Linked DNA regions of Zea mays: all the other regions are linked to region 3. Evidence: chromatin contacts called from public Hi-C data. All regions are on one chromosome and are shown on one strand. The core of a region is the stretch at or near the end of the contact, and the rest is flanking DNA. Distances in the headings are between cores, read along the strand shown.

What was found. A called contact is a pair of places that touch in the nucleus more often than the background predicts.
Region 1: a contact with region 3 is called in a Hi-C map of ear, with 1.6 times the contacts expected there. The contact joins the enhancer-like site here to the promoter of LOC100382173 in region 3.
Region 2: a Hi-C map of leaf shows a contact between it and region 3, with 7 times the contacts expected there. The contact joins the promoter of LOC100191540 here to the promoter of LOC100382173 in region 3. A contact is called at or near these places in 3 of 25 Hi-C or Micro-C datasets (ear, leaf and tassel).

Annotation. Positions count from the first base shown.
Region 1 is chr6:124,396,976-124,399,963 of Zm-B73-REFERENCE-NAM-5.0, reverse strand. It overlaps dhar4 (glutathione dehydroascorbate reductase4), which reads left to right. Exons shown (of 7, transcript NM_001157942.2): 7 at 1,157-1,369. Among protein-coding and RNA genes, the nearest start is that of dhar4, 12 kb to the left of the region's middle. Within about 2 kb of position 1,578, at least 1 of the 20 cell types and tissues checked has an H3K27ac peak or open chromatin away from gene starts, as enhancers often do. A contact at or near this core is called in ear, where this site is marked.
Region 2 is chr6:124,380,750-124,383,648 of Zm-B73-REFERENCE-NAM-5.0, reverse strand. It overlaps LOC100191540, which reads left to right and starts at 1,448. Exons shown (of 2, transcript NM_001136971.1): 1 at 1,448-2,675. The coding sequence starts at 1,617.
Region 3 is chr6:124,177,317-124,180,359 of Zm-B73-REFERENCE-NAM-5.0, reverse strand. It overlaps LOC100382173 (putative RING zinc finger domain superfamily protein), which reads left to right and starts at 1,501. Exons shown (of 5, transcript NM_001174933.1): 1 at 1,501-1,872; 2 at 1,988-2,166; 3 at 2,390-2,473; 4 at 2,696-2,842. The coding sequence starts at 1,749.

The DNA of each region.
Region 1 (2,988 bases), core at 329-2,828, 220 kb before region 3:
TGACAAGTGGATCACGGGGAGATTGAGGGGGAAATGAACTAATTTACCCCTCAATCCCCTCCAATCCTCCCGTGATCACTGGTCACCAAATTAGCCCTAAGGTGTAAGCTTTTATAGCACTGGATGTAATATTATCACAGCCAGACGTTCAAGTTTCATCGTTAAAGTAAGGTTCGGTTGTGCGCAACATGTTTGTATATAGCAGGGGCGGATGTAGTACAGGTGCATGGGGATACAGGTACAAGCAGAACAGAACAGGCTCTTGATCAGTTCATTAAGGATAACAAAGAAGCAAAAAAACTCATATGCTTACGGTGACATTGGCAATGGCTATACTTGTGGATAAATGTTGGTGAATTGTATCCTTATATCCGCACACCTAACTATTTAATGTCATTCAGTCGTCATATTACATTTTGAGTGAATTGCATCGTTTAGGTCTATGCCCCATGATTGAAATCCTGTATCTAGGGATGAAAACGGTCGGAAACGGTATTTATTCGGTAATCAGTTTTTTCTTTGATTGCGAATAAATAGAATATAGAATCTACCATACAAATTTGTATTCTTGTTTCTAACATCCAGCTTGTAAAGATTCATAGATGATAAACCTTAAATTTATGCTATATTTTCTTAAATAATAGATATAAACTTCGGTATGGATTCGGAAACAAATTCGATAATTTTTTCAACTATTTGTGTTGTAGGGACCAAATAACACTTAAAACAATTTATGTAATATTTTATTCATATTTGTACTAATGTGCTTGATAACATAGGAAAAGATCAACATCAAATTTTATACATATCTATTTTAAAATATTAAATTTGTCCTAACAGTTCGGATTACCACTTTCATCCCTACCTGTATCTGCCACTGGCATATGGCCATAACCATTGGTGTTTCCATTTTCCTATATCAGTTATCACAGTACTTATTCTGTATCCTTCTCAATGGATCCCACTAATTGGCACTCCATCTGAGCTGCTAGTGAATGTCTGTTGGAAAATAAGAATCTGCCATTCTGCTTATGTACCCAGCAGTTAACATATCTTTGCAATAGGGATATGGTTCTGTCAATCTTTGCTTAAACCAGTTTCACAAGATGTGCAACGATTTGTCTTATCATGTGATGTTTTCTTTTCTTATTATTAGGAGAGGGAGAGAGGTGTCGATTGGCGAATGGAGGGTCTAGATGCAAAGGTTTGTCGCATGGCTGTAATATGTACATGAAATGTGGTGGATTTTGTTAGGAATTTTCTAGGGCATAGCATATCTGGTATTCATATCCAATCTCCTTTGCTTTGTATGTCAAATGGAAAACTCCTTCGAGACTCAGGTTTAATTTCTTTAGTGGCAAATTTTTTGGATTGGTTAAAAAAATCTCTCATTGTGTCTCATCCACTTTCGGGTTACAATGTCATATATGTTACTCTTTGGTTGGACCGCTGCAGAATGAACTGTTGATGTTGGTGCGTTAGTGATTGGAGGCGAGATTTTCATGGCTGGTGCGAGCACAATACCCTACGCTCGGCGGCACGGGCGAAGGGCCAGCGCGCCAACTCAGGTGCCGCGTCGGCGTGTAGGTGCGTTTGGGCGTAGGGCTGGAAAAAAGTTCGAGCTCGACGAGCTGGCTCGCGGCTCGGCTCGACACTTAGAACGAGCCCGAGTCGAGCCTGTTTTTGTGGCTCGTGAAAAGAGCGAGTCAGCTCGGCTCGGTGCAGCTCGCGAGCTGGCTCGTGGCTCGACCCAACAACAATTTGTTACATAAAATCTTAATTAGCATATAATATTAGTACCGAGTAGACAACAATTTATGTTATTTGAGATTACTATATAAAAATAATCTATTTTCTATATTATATTAGTGATATATCTATTTTACTAATTTAAAATATGTTATTTAAAATATTCTTAAGATTTTATATTACAATTTAGAGCGCAAATTTACATTTATGGCTAGGCTCGTTGGCTCGGCGAGCCCGGAGCGAGCCGAGCTGAGCCGCTTTTTCGAGCTCGCCAGATGGGCGAGTCGTGCCGAGCTCGGCTCGTTGCATGAGCGAGCCGGCTCGGCTCGTTTCCACCCCTATTTGGGCGCCAGGCCTGGACCACGGCGAAGGCAAAGCCGGGTGCCTGTGCTGGCCTGCCCCCCACGGTCGCGCGCGCTCACTGGATGAACTAACTGTCGTGTCGAGCCCGAGCCCGTCAACCCAAGACCTCCCAAGTTAGGGATAGATTCGGATCGGATACGCATGGAAACGAATACGAATGTCACTATTTACCATATTTTAATTCGAATACGAATACTATCGGATACGAATACAAAACGAATAGTTCGAATTCGGATTCACATTCGGATACTTACTTGATTTGAAACATAGCATCATAACAAGTATTAATTTGTTTTTATCGATATGTTTGTAGTTGATAAATATCATATTATAATTAAATTATGAACAATAGTACATATATATTATTTAGTTGAATATCATTTTTTAAATAACTTATTTATACATGGTATATTTATATTTTGGACTTTAAATATAATATTTTTTTATATTAAGTATATTTGTATGTTGGACTCTAAAAACTCCAATAATATATTCAAAATTAGACTTTTAATATTAATTAAAATTTATCATTGTATATCACTAGTTATGTAAGATTAACACTATGATATGAATAATTTTTAAACAATTTAAATGGTGTACATCAGTTTTTTAGTACATTATTTAAAATCTAAAATCACTTGTAATTAGTAATAACAGTAAGTTTAAATTGATTTTTATCGAATACTTTTCCCTTTCAGATACGAATAGTATCGGATATTTCACGATTTTGTCGAATACGAATATTAAACTAGATAGAGAAAAACAAAATTTAGATATTTCTATTTAACATCCATATTAAAATCGAATACAAATACGAATATCCATATTAGCACTTTATCTGAATATGTATACGAATAATTCGGATCTCCAGATATC
Region 2 (2,899 bases), core at 199-2,698, 200 kb before region 3:
GTGGCCCGAGTCAGCTTGGGGTAGGGTGATGATGGCGCCTCCTGTTGACGTGGCTGATCTGCGCCCTAGGTTGGGCGATGTGGAAGCTCCTCCGAAGCCGAGGTCGAGCCTGTCTTCCGTGGCCGAGGTCGAGTCCGAGCCCCTGGGTCGGGCGAGGCGGAGACCGTCGGCTGAGGCAGGGCGGAGTCCGAGCCCTGGGGTCGGGCGAAGCGGAGTTCGTCGTCTTCTGGGGCTGAGCCCAAGTCCGAGCCCTGGGTCGGGCGGAGCGGAGTTCGTCGTCTTCTGGGGCTGAGCCCAAGTCCGAGCCCTGGGTCGGGTGAAGCGGAGTTCGCCGTCTTCCGGGGCTTAGCCCGAGTCCGAGCCCTAGGTCGGGCGGAGCGGAGTTCGCCGTCTTCCGGGGCTTAGCCCGAGTCCGAGCCCTGGGTCGGGCGGAGCGGAGCTTCCTATGGCGCCTGCGGCCGGGCCTGACTGCCTGTCAGCCTCACTCTGTCAAGTGGCACCGTAGTCGGAGCGGCGCAGGCGGCGCTGTCTTTCTGTCAGGCTGGTCAGTGGAGCGGCGAAGTGACGACGGTCACTTCGGCTCTGTCGGCTGAAGGGCGCACGTCAGGATAAAGGTGTCAGGCCACCTTTGCATTAAATGCTCCTGTGATTTGGTCGGTCGGTGCGGCGATTTGGTCAGGGTTGCTTCTTGGCGAAGACAGGGCCTCGGGCGAGCCGGGAATACGTTAGCCGCTGGAGGGGGGCCTCGGGCGAGGCCGAGATCCTCCGGGGTCGGCTGCCCTTGTCCGAGGCTAGGCTCGGGCGAGGCGTGATCGTGTCCCTCGAATGGACCGATCCCTGACTTAATCGCACCCATCAGGCCTTTGCAGCTTTATGCTGATGGGGGTTACCAGCTGAGAATTAGGAGCCTTGAGGGTACCCCTAATTATGGTCCCCGACAATTATGGTCTAAATGATTGTTAAATAGTAAAAAAAGATGGATGACTAAAGTACTAGTTCATGCTTGAGCTAGACTTATATTGAGTATTTTATACTCACGAGTTAACAGGTATGGGTGAAGGCGGAACGTTATAAATACCTGTTTACCCGTTGCGTGAAGATTTTTTTCCAATTACAGAACAACGGGTAAAATATTTAGCCCACATACATACCCTAAGGACTACTTTGGAAACCTCAAATCTTTTTCGGGACTAGAGAGGATTGGAGTGAAAATAAACTAATTTGCTCTTTAATTTTCTTCAATCCCAAAAAGAATTTGAGTTTCTAAACTACCTTTAATAGAGTAAATATCCATCGGACATGTGGTCGCGGTACCATTGCCATCTGTACATTGTTGCCCGTGTGGTGTCGGCCTCGACCGTCGCCGACGCCGCGCATCCAGCGTCCCTGTCTACGTTACCGACTCCTCACGCTGGCCGGACCACGTGCCCCCACGTCTCGCCGTCCCCGGTTCTCATCCACCCCGAGCTCCCCCAACGCGTTTTACCACAGACCAATAAGTGGCCAATCCCTCGCTGCCCCCACACTCCAGAAGTCCAGACCAAAGCTCTAAAGTCCAATCCCTCGCTAGCCACTTGCCATCTGATCAACCAGCCAGCCGATCTCAGCGATCCGCCATGGCCACCGCGTATTACGAGAGGCCCCGTGGCGGCGCCGTCGAGGAGGCGGACGACTTCGATGAGTTCGACCCCACGCCGTACGGCGGTGGGTACGACCTCGCCGTCACCTTCGGTCGCCCGCTGCCACCGTCCGAGGAAACCTGCTACCCGTGCTCGGCGCCCTCGACCTCCTACGACGCACCGCACTACGCCGCCTCCGAGCCGTCCCCCTACGGTCACCACGCCAAGCCAAAGCCCAACTATGGGTTCCGCCCCCAGCAGGAGCAACAGCCGTCTTACGGCAGCGGCTACGGATCCAGGCCCGAGCCCGCTGCGGAGGAGGGCGGTGGCTATGGATCTGGCTTCGGATCCGGGTATGGGAGGAAGAAGCAGGAGGAGGAGAGCTACGGCTCTGGATATGGGAGGAAACCGCAGGCGGAGGAGAGCTACGGGTCCGGCGGGTACGGCTCTGGCTACGGCGGTCAGACCCGGCCGGAGGAGAGCTATGGGTCAGCAGGGTATGGATCTGCCAATCCGCAGGCTGAGACATACGGCTCTGGCTACGGGAGGAAGCCACAGGTAGAGGAGAGCTACGGATCGGAGTATGGGTCTGGGTTCGGGAGGAAGCCGCAGATTGAGGAGAGCTATGGATCGGGGTACGGGAGGACGCCGCAGGTTGAGGAGAGCTATGGATCTGGTTACGGGAGGAAGCCTCAGGTTGAGGAGAGCTATGGATCTGGGTACGGCAGCAGGCCGCAGGGTGGGGAGGAGTATGGCAGTGGTGGTGGTGGGTATGGGAGGAAGGCACAGGAGGAGACCTATGGCTCCTCGGGGTATGGCTATGGCAGGAAGAACGAGGAGCAGAGCTATGGTGGTTCTGGCTATGGTTATGAGAAGAAGGCATCTGAGGAGGACGAAGGTGCCTTTGGCTCTGGTGGTTACCGGAAGCCAAAACCCTATGACGAGGAGACACAGGGTTCATACGGTTATGGAGAGGAGCAGCCCAAGTATCAGAGTGGCGGGTATGAGAGGCCGAGCTATGGTGGGGGAGAGGGGTACTATGGCCGCAAGAAAGATGTAAGATCCTTTCTCCCTCTTTGGTTTACCTATGTGAATGTGAATTCATTTACTTTATAGTGGTTGAATAACTGCTTATCCTTCTAATCCTTGAATAGGATGGCCTTTCAAGGTAGTCGTTGTTTAGCTAGTAGAGTTTGTGAATCTAAAAACTAAATCACACTATCTCTAGGTTGCAAAAGATAGCTTTAGATAAATGCTGATGATATAAACAGTGTTTTTAA
Region 3 (3,043 bases), core at 252-2,751:
GATCACATAGTCATGGCCGAAGAAGATGCAATCTTAAACGGCATTTATGCATTAGAATTCTATTAAATGACTATAATGTTTAAGTTGAAAGAACTGGTGATTTTCATCGAGCTAGAGTTCTTATTTCGGGAAAAAGGCAACTTATGAAATCTATTGTTCCTCAAAAAAACGCTAGTAGTATAAATGCTTTTGGTTCATTACCTCCACCAAAAGGTAGGGGCATGTATTGAACACTAAATCTGGCAACACTGGTACTACTGGATGGTCAGTGGGCAAGCCTGGACGGTCTGGCCCTCGGATAGCCCGACTTGTTAGCTTGGACCGTCTCAAATTAGATTAGTTCGAGCGAGAGTGTTGATTTGTTGTGAGATCTTTTTCGTTTCTTGCAGTATTTTGTTGGACTTCGCTTAGAATAAGGTCCAGACTCCCTCTCCCGTAAATATAAAGGGGTACGGTCGATTGAGACACATAATCCAATCAAACAATCTATTTACATTACTTATCTTCATGCCTTAGATCTAGATATGGCATAGCTCTAGTAGTAGTTCTCCAATATGAATATTCATCTCTCTTTGGCTCTACGTCATCTAGAGGTGCTTTGGCTGGCCTGTCGACTCTAAGGCAACCCCAAGATCCTTTATCCGTGATGGGGAGACGAGATATGTGTTCTTTTCTACCATCACGGATAGTCCAATGACCTATGGTAGACTGTACGGTGACCTACCACGGATGGTCCGGTAACCTATCGCGGAAAGTCACACTAGCCAACAGAGAAAGTCCCCAAGGTTCTGCGCATGGCGCATAGGTCCTAGAAATAGTTAGTGTTTGGCAAAAAGACACCAACAATAAGAAAGTGTATTTCGAAGTGCCAAGTATTTCAAAATAAGTAAATAAATAAAGTATAAAGAATGCCAGCATTTAGAGATACTGGTTCACAATTTAACTGCTACTGCGTTTCTTCCTTTTTTTAAGAAAAAGCGTACCTGCTTGTACATTCCGGTTGCGTGCAGATTCAAAGATTTCGTGCATACAGCTCTAGCACGCACGGAATGCTGACTGCAGTGGATAGCTCCATTTGCTACTCGATCTGACATAGAGTACAAAATCTGCCGCAGTGGAGAGCTGTATGGGCGACTCCATTTTAGCGTAGATACTCAGGAACGGCAAAACTAGCGTGGTACGGATTCAACTCTACGCAGCCACAAGCCAGCCGCTGCGACGTGTAGCCTGCAGGGGCAGCACAACTGAAAAGGCCGCCCAATGTAAAAGCGTGACGTGTATGAACGTGAAATAAAAAATGATATAATATATGGTAGTTGGTATAGGGTTGAGATATGGAGTAAATATAACTGCGGAGAATTATGGTATAGAGTAGAGAACCTTACTGATAAGGATAAAATATTTTTTTAGAGTAGAAATTTAGAGTTGTATGAGTGCGGATAGCCTTGCGCAGCAGCAAACTGCAAACCAGCAACGCATCAGCCGAGCCAAGCGGCAGATCGTTTTCAGGCGGCGTGACGCGCTCACGCCTGTCTCCTTGCCCCCTTCGGTCCTCCCTCCTCCCGGCGAGCTCCTCTACCACGGGTGTACCAACCAACCACCAGTCCACCAAGCGCGCGGGCGCCATCAGGTAGACCGGCCCCTGCGTTAGACCCAACCCAACCCTAGCTACCGTGACGCTCGATCGGCTTCGGGTTAGTTTGCGGAGGAGGCGTGGAGGTGGACCGCCTGTGCCGTGAGGCTGAGTCATGGAAGTGCCGCCACTGCCAACGGCGTCGGAAGGGGAGCGCCGAAGCGTAGCGACGGGGTCGTGCCTCCCCAGGCTGGTCTCCGGCGTCCTCTCGGGGGCCCTCACCGGCATCTTCGCCGTTGGTAAGCGCGCCCCCGCGCCCCCATAGCGTTGACAGCACCTTGTGTTGCTTCTGTGTTTTGGTTTGCGTGCTCTGTTTTTTTTTTCTTTGACGCGGATTTGGTTTGCCTGTGGCAGCTGGAGGCCTGACGGGGGCGTTCACCGGCGCATTGGCCGGCCGAGCTTCCGACAGCGGCGTCCTCCGGGGAGCCGGCCTGGGGGCCTTTGCGGGGGCGGTACTATCCATCGAGGTTCTCGAGGCTTCGCGCGCCTACTGGAGCGCGGACCGATCGAGCCCGCAGAGCACGTCCTCCATGGTCCGTGAGCTACTTCTTCAATTCGTCAGGCATGATTGTTATGCAAATCAATTAGCAGAGTGTAACTGTCTTGCCTTAGCTAGAGAAATTCCGTCTTAATTAGAAAGTTTTTATATGCTAGTATTATTAGTTCCTTACTACCTTGAGCCCGGAATTATATTTTGCAACGCCATTGTTTTCAGTGGTTCATGGGGGCCGCGAATTTAAGAAAAATTACCTGCAGGGGGATTTCATAGAACAGCTCCTTCATGCTCGATTTGTGCAAGACCAGTATGAGCCATCGGCATATATGGCCTATCGTTGGCAGGTCAGTTAATTGTCTTAGTTACCATGGGTCCTCTTTGACAGAAAACACATAAATATATTCTTAAAATTTTTGAAGCTTATGAAATTTTGCAAGTATTTTTAATGCTATAATACACATGTAACTTATATTCTCTTAAACTAAATAATTTCATGTTATTGATTTTTCGTAGTTTTAAGGTTTCACTCAATGACATTGATCGGAGTAGTAGATATTTTCCAACAGGTTGGCATTGCCGACAATGATGATATGTTTGATGTCCTTGAAGATGTTTTATCCGAAGGGCTCTCACAAGATACTCTAAAGAAGTTGCCACATCATGTGGTTCCTGCACCAATTGGTGAAAGCTTGTCTTGCGCTATTTGCCTGCAGGTACTAATGTCACATTAGATATTTGTTTAGTGGAAAGCTAACCTGCCTTGAAATCTTAGTTCTCTGGGCAGTTGGGTTGTTTTGTGTTCATAAATTAATATGATGTGCATATGGCATTTCCTTTTGGAGGTTGGCAGTTGATTAATCATGGGGAAAGTGTGATTTCACACCCATTACTTATAACATGACTGAAACTAAGAT